2 separate regions of the Anas platyrhynchos genome follow, and region 1 is linked to region 2. The links are chromatin contacts, called in public Hi-C maps. All regions are on one chromosome and are shown on one strand. Each heading gives the region's core, a stretch centred on a gene start, on an enhancer-like site or on the middle of the called end of the contact. The rest is flanking DNA. Distances are from core to core; before and after follow the strand shown.

Region 1 (7,114 bases), core at 1,484-3,983, 86 kb after region 2:
AGAGTGAAGGTGCCCCCCTCACGGGGGTGCCGTGGGGGGCGCAGAGGGAGCGGGGCCGGCCGGGTGGGGGGCGCAGGGGGCGAGCGGGGCCCCCCTGGCGCGGGCAGAGCCGCGCTGCCCGGCCCCTGCAGCCGTTCCCACGGGGCCGCCCATCACTCGGCTTCTTCCGAATCGTACTTGAGGTCCTGGAGAATTTCGCTGATTGCCTCAATGGTTTTAATTAGCCTACGAGAGCGGATGGAAACTATAAATAAAGCCCATATGGAGCGTATTATCTGGGCCGCCTCGCGTTCCCCGCGCTGTTTATGAAACACTCAAGCCCGGGGAGGCCGACGAGACCGCGGCCGCGCGGCATCGCCAAACAATCCGCGGGGCTCCAAACAAGAGAAGCTTTTGAAGGCACCATCTGGGCCCCCCCCTTGGCCCCGCTGGAGGGAAGGAACCGAGGAAAAGTCCAGGATGGGGGGCTCCCCTGAGGATGCCGGCTCGGGGAGGGGGTCCTCATCCCCAAAATTGGGGTAGGGGGGATGGTGGTGGAGTAAGGGGGACCCCTTCGTGCCCACCTACTTGTGTTTGAGCTCCCGCACCTCCTGCTGGTGGGCGTCCACGCCGGGCTCGTCCTGCACCCGCTGCCGCGCCAGCTGGAGCTGCGCCGTCTGCGGGGGGGACACGGAGAGGGGCTGAGAAAACCCCCCTGGGGTGGAGAAAACCCCCCTGGGGTGGGGGGTCCTGTGTCGTGTGCCCCCAGCCCCACGCACTCACCAGCTGCAGCTTCTCCTGCTCCCGTTCCTGGAGGCGGGCGAGGTGCTGGGCCAGCTCGGGGCGGCCGTGCTGGTCCCGTAGCCGTGCCTGGAGCTGCAGGACCTCGCGGGAGATGCGGCTGAACCCCAGCGTCAGCTCGTGCACCAGCTGCCGGTAGCGCGGGAAGTCGTAGTGGGGGGCACTGCTCAGGTAAGCCCGGTGGCCTCTGGGGGAATAAAAGGAAAAAATAAAATAAAATAAAATAAAATAAAATAAAATAAAATAAAATAAAATAAAATAAAATAAAATAAAATGTCAGTGGGGTGCAATGTGAGCCACGTGGGTGCTCTCCGTGTTCCCCATGTCGTGGTGCAGCCCCCCGCAGGGGGTTGTGTTTTGGTTTTGGGGTTGGAGGGATCCCTTTCGCTCCCCCGGAATAAATCATCCCCCGGCTGCTGCGAAAATGGGATGCAGGTGTCCGGGGCGGGCGTCCCCTGCCAGCTGGAGCTCGTCAGCAACCCCGGCAGCTTGATCCCATGGGGGTGCAGAAATAGGGAGGGGGGAAGCCAGTCTGATGGGGCTGGGGGATTCCACCCCATTAGGGCTGGGGGAATTTATCCCCATAGGGTTGGGGGCTTCCATCCCATTAGGGCTGGGGGATTTGTCCCATTAGGGCTGGGAGCTTCCATCCCAATAGGGCTGAGGGATTCCATCCCTTTAAGGCTGGGGAATCCATCCCCATAGGGCCAGGGGATTCCATCCCAATAGGGCTGGGGGATCCATCCCATTAGGGCTGGGGATTTCCATTCCATTAGGTCTTGGGGATCCATCCTGATAGGACTTGGGGATTTCATCTCATTAGGGCTGGGGGATTCCATCCTGATAGGACTGAGGGATTTATCCCAATAGGGTTGGGGACTTCTGTCCCATTAGGGCTGGGGGATTTGTCCCATTAGGGCTGGGAGCTTCCATCCCAATAGGGCTGGAGGATTCGTCCTGATAAGGCTGGGGGTTTCCACCCCGTTAGGACTGAGGGATTTATCTCGGTAGGGCTGGGGGATTCTGTCCCATTATGGCTGGGGAATCCATCCCCATAGGGCCAGGGGATTCCATCCTGATAGGGCTGGGGGATTCCATTCCATTATGTCTTGGGGAACCATCCCAATAGGACTGGGGGATTCCATCCTGATAGGACCAAGGGATTTATCCCAATAGGGTTGGGGACTTCTGTCCCGTTAGGGCTGGGAGCTTCCATCCCAATAGGGCAGGGGGATTCCACCCCGTTAGGACTGAGGGATTTATCCCGATAGGGCTGGGGGATTCCATCCCAATAGGGCCGGGGGATTCCATCCCATTAGGGTTCCACCCCATTAGGGCTTCACCACCGCTGCGAGGGCCCCGTTCCCCGTTCCCATTACTCACTCCTCCAGCAGCCGGTACGCCTCCACGCGCTCTCCCTGCAGGGCGTAGAAGCGCTGCAGCAGCGCCCGCACCGCCTCGTCGGTCTGGGGAGGGGGGGGAAGAGAAAGGGGCGGCGGGGACGTGGGGCACCGGCCCGGTGCCCGCTCCCTCCCCGTTAACGACCCCAACGCACGGCTCCGGTACCGCAGCACCGAGGCGCCCCCCCAGGAGCTCCGTGCCCGGTTCCGCTGGGTCAGAACCGAGCGCGATCCCGGTCCGTAAGCGCGCACGGAGCACGGGACCGGGGATCAGCACCGGGACCGGGGATCGGTACCGGGAGTCACCGCAGAGGCACGGCGGAACCCGCCCCCTCTCCCCCCCCAGCCACACGGCCCGGTCCCGGTTACCCCAGGACCCTCCCAACCCCTCGGGGAACCGCTCCCGGTTCCGCTCCCTGTCCCACCCCGTTACGGCCCCGTCCCGCTCACCATGGCCCGGTCCCGGGCCCTGCTCGGCGGCGGTGGCGGAGGGCGCAGGCCCGGTAGGACCGGAGGCGGAGCGCGGCGCAGCGCGGCACCGCCGCCACCTGCAGGCACCGCCCGGCATCACCACCACCCCCCCCCTCCAGCCCCCTTTTCACACAAAACCACGACATTTCGGGGCAAAAAAACAACAGGACAGGGTGCGAACGCTGAGATATTTTATTGGGACGGCGCCGTGGCCGCGCGGGGCCGGGCCCCAAGGGCTCTACTTGACCTTCTTCTTGGGGCGCAGGTTGTTGGTGTGGCCGCACTTCTTCTTGCGGCAGTTGACGGCGCGGGGATGGAGGCGAGCGTAGCACCTGGAAAAGGGAGCAGAGAAACGTCAGCGAGGGGCAGGTGAGAGGAAAAAGGGCTGGAAAAGGGTTTTTAGGGAAAGGGATGAAGCGTGGGGAGAGCCCTGGGTGATGTGGGGGGTTTTAGGGGGGTGTCAGAGGGGTCAGGGCCGTACTTGCGGCAGATCATTTTGTCACAGTTGTACTTCTGGGCGAGCTGCCGCAGGGAGGGCTCGATGATGCCCCCGCGCAGGCGCAGCACCAGGTGCAGGGTGGACTCTGGAAGAGAGACAAACATCAGCGGGCACCGGGGGGGGGGTGCTGGGGACCACCGGGGGGGCCCAAATCCATGTGCGGGGCTCGGCCACCACAGGCACCTTTCTGGATGTTGTAGTCGGCGAGCGTGCGGCCATCCTCCAGCTGCTTGCCCGCGAAGATCAGCCGCTGCTGGTCGGGGGGGATCCCTAAAAAAAAAGGGGGGGGGGGTGAAGGAAGCCGTTAGCACCGGGTAACGGTGGGGGGGGGGGGTGGTGGATAACGGGGGGGGGCCGGGCCGGGTGCCGCCGGTACCTTCCTTGTCCTGGATCTTGGCTTTGACGTTCTCGATCGTGTCGTTGGGCTCCACCTCCAGGGTGATGGTTTTGCCCGTCAGCGTCTTCACGAAGATCTGCATCTTGGCACCGGGGGGGGGGGGTCTAGAAGGAGGGAGGGGGGGGGGGGTTGAGGCCGCGTCACCGCCGCCCGCCCTAGGCCGAGGCCGAGGCCCAGCCCCCGCTCCCGGCCCCGCTCCCCTCAACCCCCGGGCCTCAACCCACGACCCTCACGACCCGCCCCGGGCCCCATCCCACGTCCCTTGGGCACCATCCGCGCCCCTCGGGGCCCGTCCCCGACCCCCGGTGCCCCCCCCGGTGCCGCCCCCCCCCCCCTCAGGCCCCGCAGCCCGCCCGCACCGCGCCTCGCCGCCGACGAGAGAGAGAGAGCGGAACCGGAAGCCGCCCGCTGCTACGTCACAACCGGTCCCCACCCCCCCCACGGTGCGCGCAGGCGCAGTGCGCAGCTGCCTCAGGGCGGCCGCGGGCCCGGTTCTTGGGCCCCGAGCACGGCCCCGGCCCCCCCCCCCGGTCCCTCCCGGTCCCCCCCCCCCGGTCCCCGCTGCCCTCCCGCAGCTCCAGGAGCCCCAGGGGCAGCGGCAGCCCCCCGGGCAGCAGCCCCCAGGGGGGGTCCACGCGGTCCCGGGCACGGCTGGGAGCCAAATGGGGACCACGGCGGGGCCTGAAGTTTTAAAGTTGGTTAAATAAATAAAAATAAGTAAATAAAATAAATAAAAATAAATAAATAACATTTAAATAAATAAGTAAAAGCAGGTCCCAGGGGCAGCCACACTGGGGGATCCTCCTAGGGGGGAGGGCGCTAAACTTTTAAAGTTCATTAAATACATAAAAATAATAATTTAAAATAAAATAGGTCCCAGGAGCAGCCGATCTGGGGGCTTCTCCTGCGAGCCTAAACCTTTTACTAAGTTTCTTAAATAAATGAAAAATAAGTAAATAAGGACGTGCCCTGGGGGTGCCGCGCACCAGGGGCTCCTCCTGGGGGTGAGGGGGGCTACACTTTTTGTTTAAGCTCCTTAAATAAATAAAAAAAACATATAAATTGATAAATATAGATAAGAATAAAAATAAATAAAATATAAATAAATAAATAGAAATAAATAAATAAAAGCAGGTCCCAGGGGGCGGCCACACCAGGGGCTCCTCCTGGGGGAGGGCCTAAAATATTGTTTAAGTTCCTTAAATAATAAATAAATACGTAGATAAATAAATAAAAACAGGTCCCAGACTGGCTCTTCTGTGCAAACCGAAGGCCGGGTGCCGCTGCTCTCCTGAGCACACAAACGAGGAGGGACAGGAGGTGTTTAAACCTTTTTTTTTTTTTTTTTTTTTTTTTTAACTGATCTGCCCGTATCACGCCGTGGGGTTTATGCTACAGCGGCGGCCTGGGGATCCGTCAGCAGGGGATCCGTCCTCCTGAGCTTTCTTTGCTCGGCCATCGCTTCCCTCTGCCCGAAATCAACGCCCGCAGGAACACGGGAATATAAATAGGGGAATAGTTCTGGGGGCCCCGCGGGGCCGTGCGCCTAGTCCAGGCCGTTGGCAGTGTCCTCGTCTGTTAGACTCTGTCCGTTCACGGCCGGGAAATCGTAGGGGCCTTGCGAGAGATCCTCGAACTCCTGGCTCATGGTGGGGGAGATGATGTCGGGGCTGGTGTCGCAGGACTCCGTGCTCTGCTCCGAGGTAGCGATGGTGGTGGTGGTGCTTTTGGGAACGGGGTCGAAGTCGTCGTCGTCTTCCAGAATGGGGGATTCGTGGATGTCTGAAAGGGAAGGGGCAGGCGTTAGTTGGGCCGCTTGAGCCGCCTGAAAAAGACAGCTTCGCGAGGTGCTCCTACAAATTTCCTCCTTTTTAATTCAACATTTTACCAGCAATCTAAAGGAACTTGACACCACTGAACTGAGCAGCCCTATATGGCTTTGGGACTTCTTACAGGGACACATAACGCTACAAAGCAGCTCCCCGGACTCTCACTGCAGCAGCCGGGCGCCGCCACGCGCCTGCTGGTCTTGTCAGCTCCATGGGGCAGCCCCGATTTCCACAACCAGCCCTAAATATTCCTAGCAGAGGGATCCCTCCCGGGGGCACGGAGCCGAGGGGAAGCCCGGCAGAAGCCCCCACTCACTGCTGAAAGCCTCCGGGTACTGCTTGGCCAGCTTCCCTTTCAGCGTCCTGTGGGAGGAGAAGGAGAGAGCCGAGTTCACACCAAACCCTACAAATTATTCCCCTTTTCAGCCCCCCCACCCCATTCCCCTCTATTATTTCCACTCCCCGAGCCCCCAGCTCTGGGGTCCAGCCCCCCCACCCCATGACACCACCCACGCTGGATCCCCTCGACCCACAGCGATCCCCGGGGCCGATTCCCGGGGCCGGGGGGGGGGGAGCCGTGGGGGGGGTCCCGGTGCCTACCGGATCCTGCGGAAGATGCTGTCCAGGTCCTTCTTCATCTCCACCAGCGTCCGGGTGTGGTGCGCGAAGCGCTCGCTCATCTGCTGCATGCGCAGGCTCGACAGGTTGTTGAAGTTGAGCAGCATCTCGTTGGTCTTCTCGAAACGGTCCAGCCTGGGGGGGGAGCGGGGAATCAGGGGGAGCCCGGATGGGTGCCCGGGACCACCAGGAACCACCGGGAGCCACCGGGTGGGGGTCCTGCAGCCCCCTCTTCCTCCACCCCCCCCCCGGTACTCACATGTTCTTCTGGGCCAGGATGATGGCGTTGACGTCCTCGGCGTTCACCATGCCCAGCACCCGGCCGCAGAACACCCGGGAGGCGGTGGGCTCCATCACGGAGCCGCCTGCGGGACCGGCACCGGCACCGGGAACGGGAACGGAACCGGGAACAGCACCGGGGCTGGGAGCAGCACCGGGAACAGCACCGGGATTGGGACTGGGATCGGGATTGGGACTGGGATCAGGACCCGGACCGGGACCGGGAACCGAGCACCGGGCACCGGGGCCCCCCCCCGCAGCCCCTCCCCTCCCCCCACGCCCGGTACCGGCCCCTCCCCTCCCCCCCCGCTCCCCTTCCCGGCCCCGGCGGCGGCCGCGCCTCGCTTCCGGGGTTCGGGGTCACGGCGAGCGTGACCCCGCGGCGGCGCCGTGCGTGTGCGTCACGGCGCAAGGCCGGAAGTGACGCCACCCCCCCCCTCCCGGTACCGGATCCCGGTACCGGCCCTCACGGGCGCGGAGCCCCCCGGGTCCCGGCCTAGGCCATGGAGCGGCCCTGTAGGGGCTGAGGGGAACCCTCGGCGGCTCCCTCCTCACCCCGAGCGCTCACCGGTACCGGGGCTTTGAGCGGCGGCGGCGGCGGCTTCCCGGTGAGCCCCCCCCACCGGGGGGAGCCGAATGTGCGCTGCGGCCCCTTTAAGGCGGCGCCCTCCCCGCCCCCGCGGCGCTGACGGGCGTTGGCGCCACCCAATGGCGTGAGCGGGGCGGGCGGCGGAGGGCCAATGGGAGAGCGGGGGCGGGGCCGGAGGGGGGCGGGGGGTGGCAGCGGCGGGGGGCGCGCGGCGGCGGCCGTTGCTAGGGGGAGACCCCGGGGAGCCGCACG
Region 2 (7,285 bases), core at 3,697-6,196:
CCAGTGACCTGTCTCTGGCTAATGGCAAGGAGAGACGAAGCTTCTGCTTTGGAATCAGGTAGGGGTTACCTCCTTACAGCCTTAAACGTTAAATGATGAAACAGAAAATGTATTTTCAGACTGTTGTGATACTCTGTAAGTATTTTGTTCACCTTGCTTCTACAGGTGAGATTTGGGAAAGGGGCAGCCATGTGGATCTATTTCAGGAACATCAGATTATTTTTGTACTGAAAATGCACTCGGTTCCCTTACAATTAGGGCACCCTTAAAGAAGGCTTATTTTTAATTGTCTTGCAACTGGCAGATAAAAATTCCCTTTCACAGGTTTACACACACACTGAGCTAAGACTCGCATATAGGACACGTGGATGTATGGATATACATACACAGGAAGAAAAACCAGGTGGCATGCAAGACAGCATTTTCACTAACCCGTTACTTTCAAGCCACAAGTTGCTTATTTTAAGAGCATTTTCTACAATGTTTTCTTTCCAAGTGTATGTTCCCATGTGAAAAAGGTCCTGATGTAAATGCTTGTGGCCATACAAGTGAGATTTAGTGCTGCAGGAAGTTTTCCTGCTACAGGAGGCACTTAAAAAGCTTCCCTCTCTCTCTCCCCTGCCCTCCCAGCCTTATCTGTCAGCTCCCCCACAATATTGCTAATTGAAAGGGCTCTACCTGGAGGTTCTGTCCACTGCACACCCCGCAGAAATACCTGTGTTAACAGTGCTCAAGCGAGTAGCTTTGATCAATCAAAAGGCAATTCACCAGCTATTGATAAACTCTGGAACTGAATGAAACCGCAAACAAGATGAGACACCAGGAATGCATGAGGCACATACAGTTACAGTGAGGCAACTATGGGTCAGTAATGGAGAGACTCAACTAAAAACAAACACGAGAAGCAAGGCCTGTGGAAGCACAGAGTCCCTTACTTGAGGGGAGCTGCCAGGAGAGAAGCCTTGATTGGAGACAGGAGAGGTGGGAGACTGGTTGGCTGGGGAGCCAGCATTACTGCGGTACTGCTGGAGTGAAGCCTACAGAACAACACAGAATTAAAGACCATGGGATTGATGGAAGGCTGGAAAGTTATCAACTGTTGGCGCACACAGCTTGAGGAAGCTGGGAGAACCATCCTCTTCAGCAACTCTTGGCTATACGTGAAGACAGGATTACTGTGAACAATGCCGCAAAAAGGAGAAAGTTAAGGTACCGGCGCTGGCATGGGCTCGTCTGGCTGAGATCTAAGAGCAGGGCTGGGCTGTTGTACAACCAAAAACTATTTACATATTTTTTTCCCAGTGCTTTGAGTTCAATTACAAGAAAAAATTGTCAGCCAACAATTTAAGGAAAAGCAGTCTTGAAATCTGGGGCTATTTTCAAGTCAAACTCGATTGCCATACCCACACATTCTTAACCTGTGTTTACAGCACTCTGGGAATCCGTCTCACCTCACCCTGCCTAATCTTCAACAGCCTCGCTGTGTTATCAAGATCAAAGTGCGTAACCACAAAGACCAAAATCCTTCTCAAAGCTGCATTTCACCCCAGGACATGGAACAGACACTGTCTGAAAATTCAGGCTACGTTTTGCAGGTTTAATGTTAGTTATGTTTATATTGTTCTCAGTCTTCCTGAGAACACGTTGTCAAAGATTTACCTTTTTGTTGGTCATAAAGAACCCTAGGCTTGAACAAATTAAAAATCTCAAAGGCATTTGAATAGAATGCTGCAGGAATTAATGTAAACTAAGTACAGCAATTCCTATTATATTTCCCTTAGAAATTTACCGATGACTGAGGGAAACCTGCAATCCAATAATCTAAGAAAAGGAGTAATTTAATCAGATAGCTATGCAGTGCAGGAGAATGCTGTACTACCAATGCTTTCTGACATCAAATTCTACGGATCTCAAGAAAATACCTTAACCTTTTTATATATTATGCATTGCTACGAATGCACTTTAAACAGAAATCCAAACTACAGCAAAAGGAATTTCAATGCTTCTTTAAAAACCTGCACAGGAGTTGTCAGTGAGACTGTAGCACAGCTCAAATGGCTTTGTGATAAGCTAGCTTTGAACTTTATTTATATGCAATTTCAGTTGCTTTAAAAGATAAGCATAGCACCCTAAAAGTTAAGGTGATAAAGAAGTTTAGGATGAGGAAAGCAACACAGAAAGCAAAGAATGAAAATCATCTGTACTGGTAGCTACCTAAGTGTTAGAATCAACACATTTGGACACATTTTGAGTAGCTCGGTATCCTTTCCACTGCTGGAATTGGCCTTCTTCTTCCCCTTCTAATCCTGAAAGGGAAGCAGCTTCCTTCAAGAAGCACTTACCAGCACAAATCATTAAAATTTCATCCACAAATGAAATCCATGGTCTAGTGCTAGATCAATAAAGAATGAGTTCTGCCTATTATCTAACCAGTCACTGTCATTATAACACTGCCAGGAGGACACTACAGGTCAGGCAACCGAGATCTGATAGAGCAGGGGCAGAATGACCAAAGAAGGAGCTGTGAAATTCTTCCCCAGCTAACTTGTTACCCTGATCTCGCTCTCTATTCTGGACCTTTATATGCAGAGAGAGAGAGAACATTTCACAACAAACCATGGCACAACCAGCACAAAAGAAATCTGCCCAGAAATCATCACTACTATGTAGGTATATACTCCACTTCTTATCAGGATCTGAAAGCAGCTACAAATCCAATTTTGGAGGATAATAATGTATGATGCTCTATAAATCCTTTAAATGAAAGCTTTCTAAATATAGAAGGTGCCTGGCTCTCTCCAACTTCGGGAAACTGCTTGTTAGCAGGTTTCTTGATCAAAGTTCTGCTAACTCCTTGAGCCTACAGCACTTTGGTGGTGCATTACATTTAACAGCCTGAAAAAGTATCAATGCAACAGCAGCAAGGTGTGAAATAAATGCTGATAGCCAGGATTCAGGCTGCTCTAATTAAACATGAAGTCACAAGTGACACCATTTTATGAAACTACGGCCACCGTAAGCACACCCGAAAACCAAATTCTGTCTGTAAAGCATTTGAAGATGGATTAAATCAAAACCATTCTACTTCAGACTCCACCTAGAAGTATACCTATCACAAGGGCTGTCCAGCTTGAACCCTGATGCTACGTTTTCAAAATGAAAGCTTTATCTTTTTCAGCTCTGCCCCAGCTTACCGAGTTGATGTCTATTCCCATTGATGGTTGGGTCTGGCTACCCGGAGGTGACTGCGGGATGGTAGAAGGTACCGTGACGGAGAGTGGGGGGAGTTGTGTTCCTCGCTGTAAACCAGAGGTCTGCATTAAAGGAGTATTCTGAGGCAGGGTACTTGCCACCTGGGTCTGCTGCTGTTGCTGGGAAGTTGTCTGGGTAAAAAACGGATATGGGGGAAGCTGCTGTTCCAGAGACAACGCATCCATTGCCACGGCCTTAAAAAGAAAAATTAAAATCATCCACACTGGCAGGTGACTCCCCAAGCATGTCAAGTTTCACATCAAGTGATCCACACTAAGTCAATCTTGCATTTTTAAATGTTAACTAAAGGTTTAAAGACACTCAAGAATACGTTTCAAGGGACTTAATATCACCTTCAGGGTACAATAAACAAAAACCCAATTGAATGTCCAGATGAGGAATTGATAACCTACTCAGTTGTGGAATTGTACTTATGAAATCAATTTTAAAAACTAACTGTGCTTCTTATATGGATTAGAGAAATGTCTTCCAAATTTCATGGACAATGTCTTCAAAAGAAAAGTGTCTTGATGTTTACCAAGGATTTAGAAAAGTCAAAGTAAAATCTGTGTCCTCTACAAACCTCTCACTTTTTAAGGTACAGATTAACAAACACATTTAAAGATTACAGAACAAGAAAGACGAAGTTACAGTCATTTCCCTCCCCTAGGTAGGGTAAAACAATTCATCTGTGACCAAAAATTGTAATTCTCCAAGCGAGGTCCTACCTGAGTAATTGGTGACAAAGGGGAAAGCGTAGGAGACATTTGCTGTGACTGTGGTCGCCTCGAGTCTGCGCTCAATGAGAGAGGGCTGACGGTGGGCTGACGGTGCTGCTGGGAAGGGGCTGGCGTCGTCGTCATTCCTGCCAGTGAGGAACAAACGAGCTCAAATGGGAACGGAGCAACAGTTCATTGATACTGGTACAGAGGTAATTGCCTGATCTGTCAAAAATGTACAGCATAATTTGACGACGCAAAGTGGTGAATGTGCCTAGGCCAATCAGGCTGAAATTCATTAGCTAATTTGCAACTTTGTCAGGTTAAACAGCATCAGGAAGAAAGGAAGATCCCTGTGGTTGTTTATCCTGGACCTAAACCCGTCACAGTTGTGCAGGACGGTGCACAGATACTGACTGGGAATTGAAATAAGCAGACCAGCTCCAGCAGCACTGTGCTTCCCCAGTGGTTTATGGAAACAATAGGCACCGTTCTCGCACACCCCTGGGCTGCACACACAAAGAGTCCAAGAGCAGCATGTTCTCCTCTATTTGTAAGAGCTGAAACCTCAGGAAGAAGATAACAGATCATGTAACAAGACTAATCAGAAGGCACTTGTGTTATTATAAAAAGCAAACATCTATTTAATGGAAAATGCAGAAGAAAAACTGGTTACACAGGACGTACTCCATTTTAATGGCATAGCAGAGCACAGGAAGGCAGGAAATATCCCTCGCACTCTAAAGAGCCCTGACCTAGCAGAGGCTAGGGACAGACTACAAAGTAATTTAGCTTTACTCACATTCAAGACAAAACCTGCAAGCTTTGAAACCTCTCCTGTTTTCTGCCTCACCCTAGAGGAACTGAGACACCCTGGAAAGCAATTTCAGGACAATCTCTCTAGTGAGCTGTTCTTCCAGAGCTGCCAGAAAGGAGGAATTCACAAGAGCCTGAGAGCTCCTCAGCACTTGGCACCTGCTCAAGGCTTCCAGGCAGGCTGCCAGGGAGCCAGGAAGTCCGGGCTGCCAAGGAGCCAGCAGGCAAACTGGCTCTAACTGAGCAGATTCTGAAGACTGCCTGGCTTCCCGCACGATGTTTTCAAAAATCAACACTGTCTCATGGAACATGTCAGCGAACTGACAACCTCAAATGCACAAATGTGTAGCCTAAGTTGTTGGCAGTTCTTCATAACCTGACAGGTGTTTTTCCCCACCTTTACTTGGGGCTGCTACAGGCATGTCTGCACAATGCACAGAGCTCCTACAAAAGGCTCAGAAGTGTTTACATTTTCCGTTCAAGATCTAGGAGATAAAGAAAGGAAAGGAAGGTTTGAGAATATCAGTTAAAAAAAGCCAAAACACTGACTACGCCATTGCTTAAACTATGGGAGAGTCTCCAACAAGCAGCAGCAAAATCATCAATGAATGCACCTCTCTCATTTGTAGTATCTTTCATGGATCAGAAAATGTTTTCAAAGCAATTACATACCTACTGGTTTGGTTTTATACCATTTACTCTGCTAATTACGGGTAGTGCAAAAAATTTAGCAACCCAGCCTGGCCTAACTCCATGGAAGTAGTTTGTTTCTTTTTATATACACACCACCTATCTTAACAAAGCCTTGCTACGTTCTACTTGAATGAGAGCCCATCCCTGAAACTTTGTGTAGTCTGTTTTGAGACCAGAAAGCTTTCTGAAGGGTGCCAAAAGCTGCTGATTTCCTCTCTACTTAGAGGGGTAAACTGTATTCTTGCTTCCTTCTTAAATGTAACTGCTCAGCCATAACACTACATTAACCTGATTAGAATTATTTCCTTTTTACCAATATATGAGAGGATTTTTAAGTGGGTAAATGAATCCTGCCTAACACAGGAAATACATTTCTATTTTTGGATAGAGCACTTTTCTTCTGTTCTAGGAATCAACCGGCTGCAATTGTCACTGACAATAAAACGCAACCCTGTGCTCACAAGTAGGACCTAGAGAAACTATTAAAAAAAAATAACAATCATTAGTTTAGGCCATTTGCTTAAGTTGAAATTATCAGTTGATCAGTATGAACATTATAAACTGCCAGCGTGGCTTTTTTTTTTTTTTTTAGTAAAACTACCAGTATTGCCAAAGTGCAAAAGCCCCAACAAAGCTCAGACTCATGCTGAACAGCTCAAACAGCAGCAGCATTTTGCAAGTACTTGCAACAAAAACTACGCTCAAAAGGCAACGATTTCAACACAAAGGCACCATAGTGAGAGTGAAGTGTGCACTTGGTATTGCTTCCCAAAGCCCTTCTATATCATGAATCCTGACTACTCCGGATATTTTCAAAAATCAGGCAACCAAGCTTACTAAAACTAGCAAACCTTGTAAATTCTCCATGTTATTTTGACTGCTCAAAAGACAAAATCTGCTTCAGGTGAAGCAAGCAATGCTATTTCTCCAAAAGAATCCTTATTTGGAAAAAAAATATATTCTAAAGGAATGCAAACAAAGGCCTACTTAGGGTATTTCCACAATTCAAATGCTGTTGGGATTAAGTACAATGAATTACAAGGGAGGCACATTTTGGATGCTATAGTCTGTCCTATAAAGTTATATACAAACAACAAAAAAACAGACTTGGGCATGAAGAACTTGAAAAAAATGTAAGGATATTTGTAAGTCAAAACTAAATACAGCTCTATCACTTTGTCATACAGAAATGGCTTTAAGAAAACCTTGTTTACAAAGGAAAGTCAGTGAACAGAAGTAGAATTACCCCTCAGACAAAACAGTATTATTCAGCAACGCGACTTCCATGCTGTAAGACAAGTGACATATTATGGACAATCTGTTAAAACGGTGCAGAATTGTGATCTTACCCTGACTGGCAGTGCTGATGCCCAAGTGAGTCAGATTGGCAGCAAGATTTCCGGTACTATTGGAGCTACTCAGGGCTGGGAATGTGGATTCCTCAGGATCTAACGGTGTTGGGAGAGGGGAAGGGAAATGGATGTTTGTCAGGTCTGGAAGGGAGCCACCCGTGTTATGCGTAGCAGGAATCAGCGTTGTAGTGTTTTCCTGGTCAGCTGATGGAAAGATGCTAAATAAAGGAGAGAGGAAAAAAGAAAACTGAGTTTAAATTTCAGCCTGGACAGATCTGTACAAAACCATTTTCAAAAAAGGGAGGTGGCCATATACAGAAAGATATATGGTATTTTTGATAAACCAACTTGTAACAGACAAGGGGACACTAACACTAGTTTTGGCTTATCTTGCATCTACTCAAGAAGAAATTCAATGTACAATGTACTTTCTTAAAGATCTCAATGCTCTTT

What was found. Hi-C and Micro-C count contacts between places; a contact is called where the count stands out from the background.
Region 1: a contact with region 2 is called in a Hi-C map of subcutaneous adipose tissue, with 2.4 times the contacts expected there. The contact joins the promoter of REX1BD here to the enhancer-like site in region 2. A contact is called at or near these places in 2 of 8 Hi-C or Micro-C datasets (skeletal muscle and subcutaneous adipose tissue).

The regions. Positions count from the first base shown.
Region 1 is chr29:1,766,355-1,773,468 of IASCAAS_PekinDuck_T2T, forward strand. It overlaps REX1BD (required for excision 1-B domain containing), which reads right to left and starts at 2,734. Exons shown (of 5, transcript XM_038169189.2): 1 at 2,631-2,734; 2 at 2,164-2,246; 3 at 763-967; 4 at 568-656; 5 at 1-225. The coding sequence starts at 2,633. The coding sequence ends at 153. It overlaps UBA52 (ubiquitin A-52 residue ribosomal protein fusion product 1), which reads right to left. Exons shown (of 5, transcript XM_072029201.1): 2 at 3,527-3,649; 3 at 3,334-3,420; 4 at 3,133-3,235; 5 at 2,821-2,983. The coding sequence starts at 3,629. The coding sequence ends at 2,890. It overlaps KXD1 (KxDL motif containing 1), which reads right to left and starts at 6,980. Exons shown (of 5, transcript XM_072029205.1): 1 at 6,842-6,980; 2 at 6,254-6,451; 3 at 5,977-6,129; 4 at 5,693-5,739; 5 at 4,867-5,329. The coding sequence starts at 6,348. The coding sequence ends at 5,094. It overlaps FKBP8 (FKBP prolyl isomerase 8), which reads left to right and starts at 6,705. Exons shown (of 9, transcript XM_038169184.2): 1 at 6,705-6,881.
Region 2 is chr29:1,677,890-1,685,174 of IASCAAS_PekinDuck_T2T, forward strand. It overlaps CRTC1 (CREB regulated transcription coactivator 1), which reads right to left. Exons shown (of 14, transcript XM_072029333.1): 9 at 6,830-7,050; 10 at 3,981-4,117; 11 at 3,195-3,446; 12 at 936-1,037. Among named protein-coding and RNA genes, the nearest start is that of CRTC1, 32 kb to the right of the region's middle. Within about 2 kb of position 4,947, at least 1 of the 8 cell types and tissues checked has an H3K27ac peak or open chromatin away from gene starts, as enhancers often do. A contact at or near this core is called in subcutaneous adipose tissue, where this site is marked.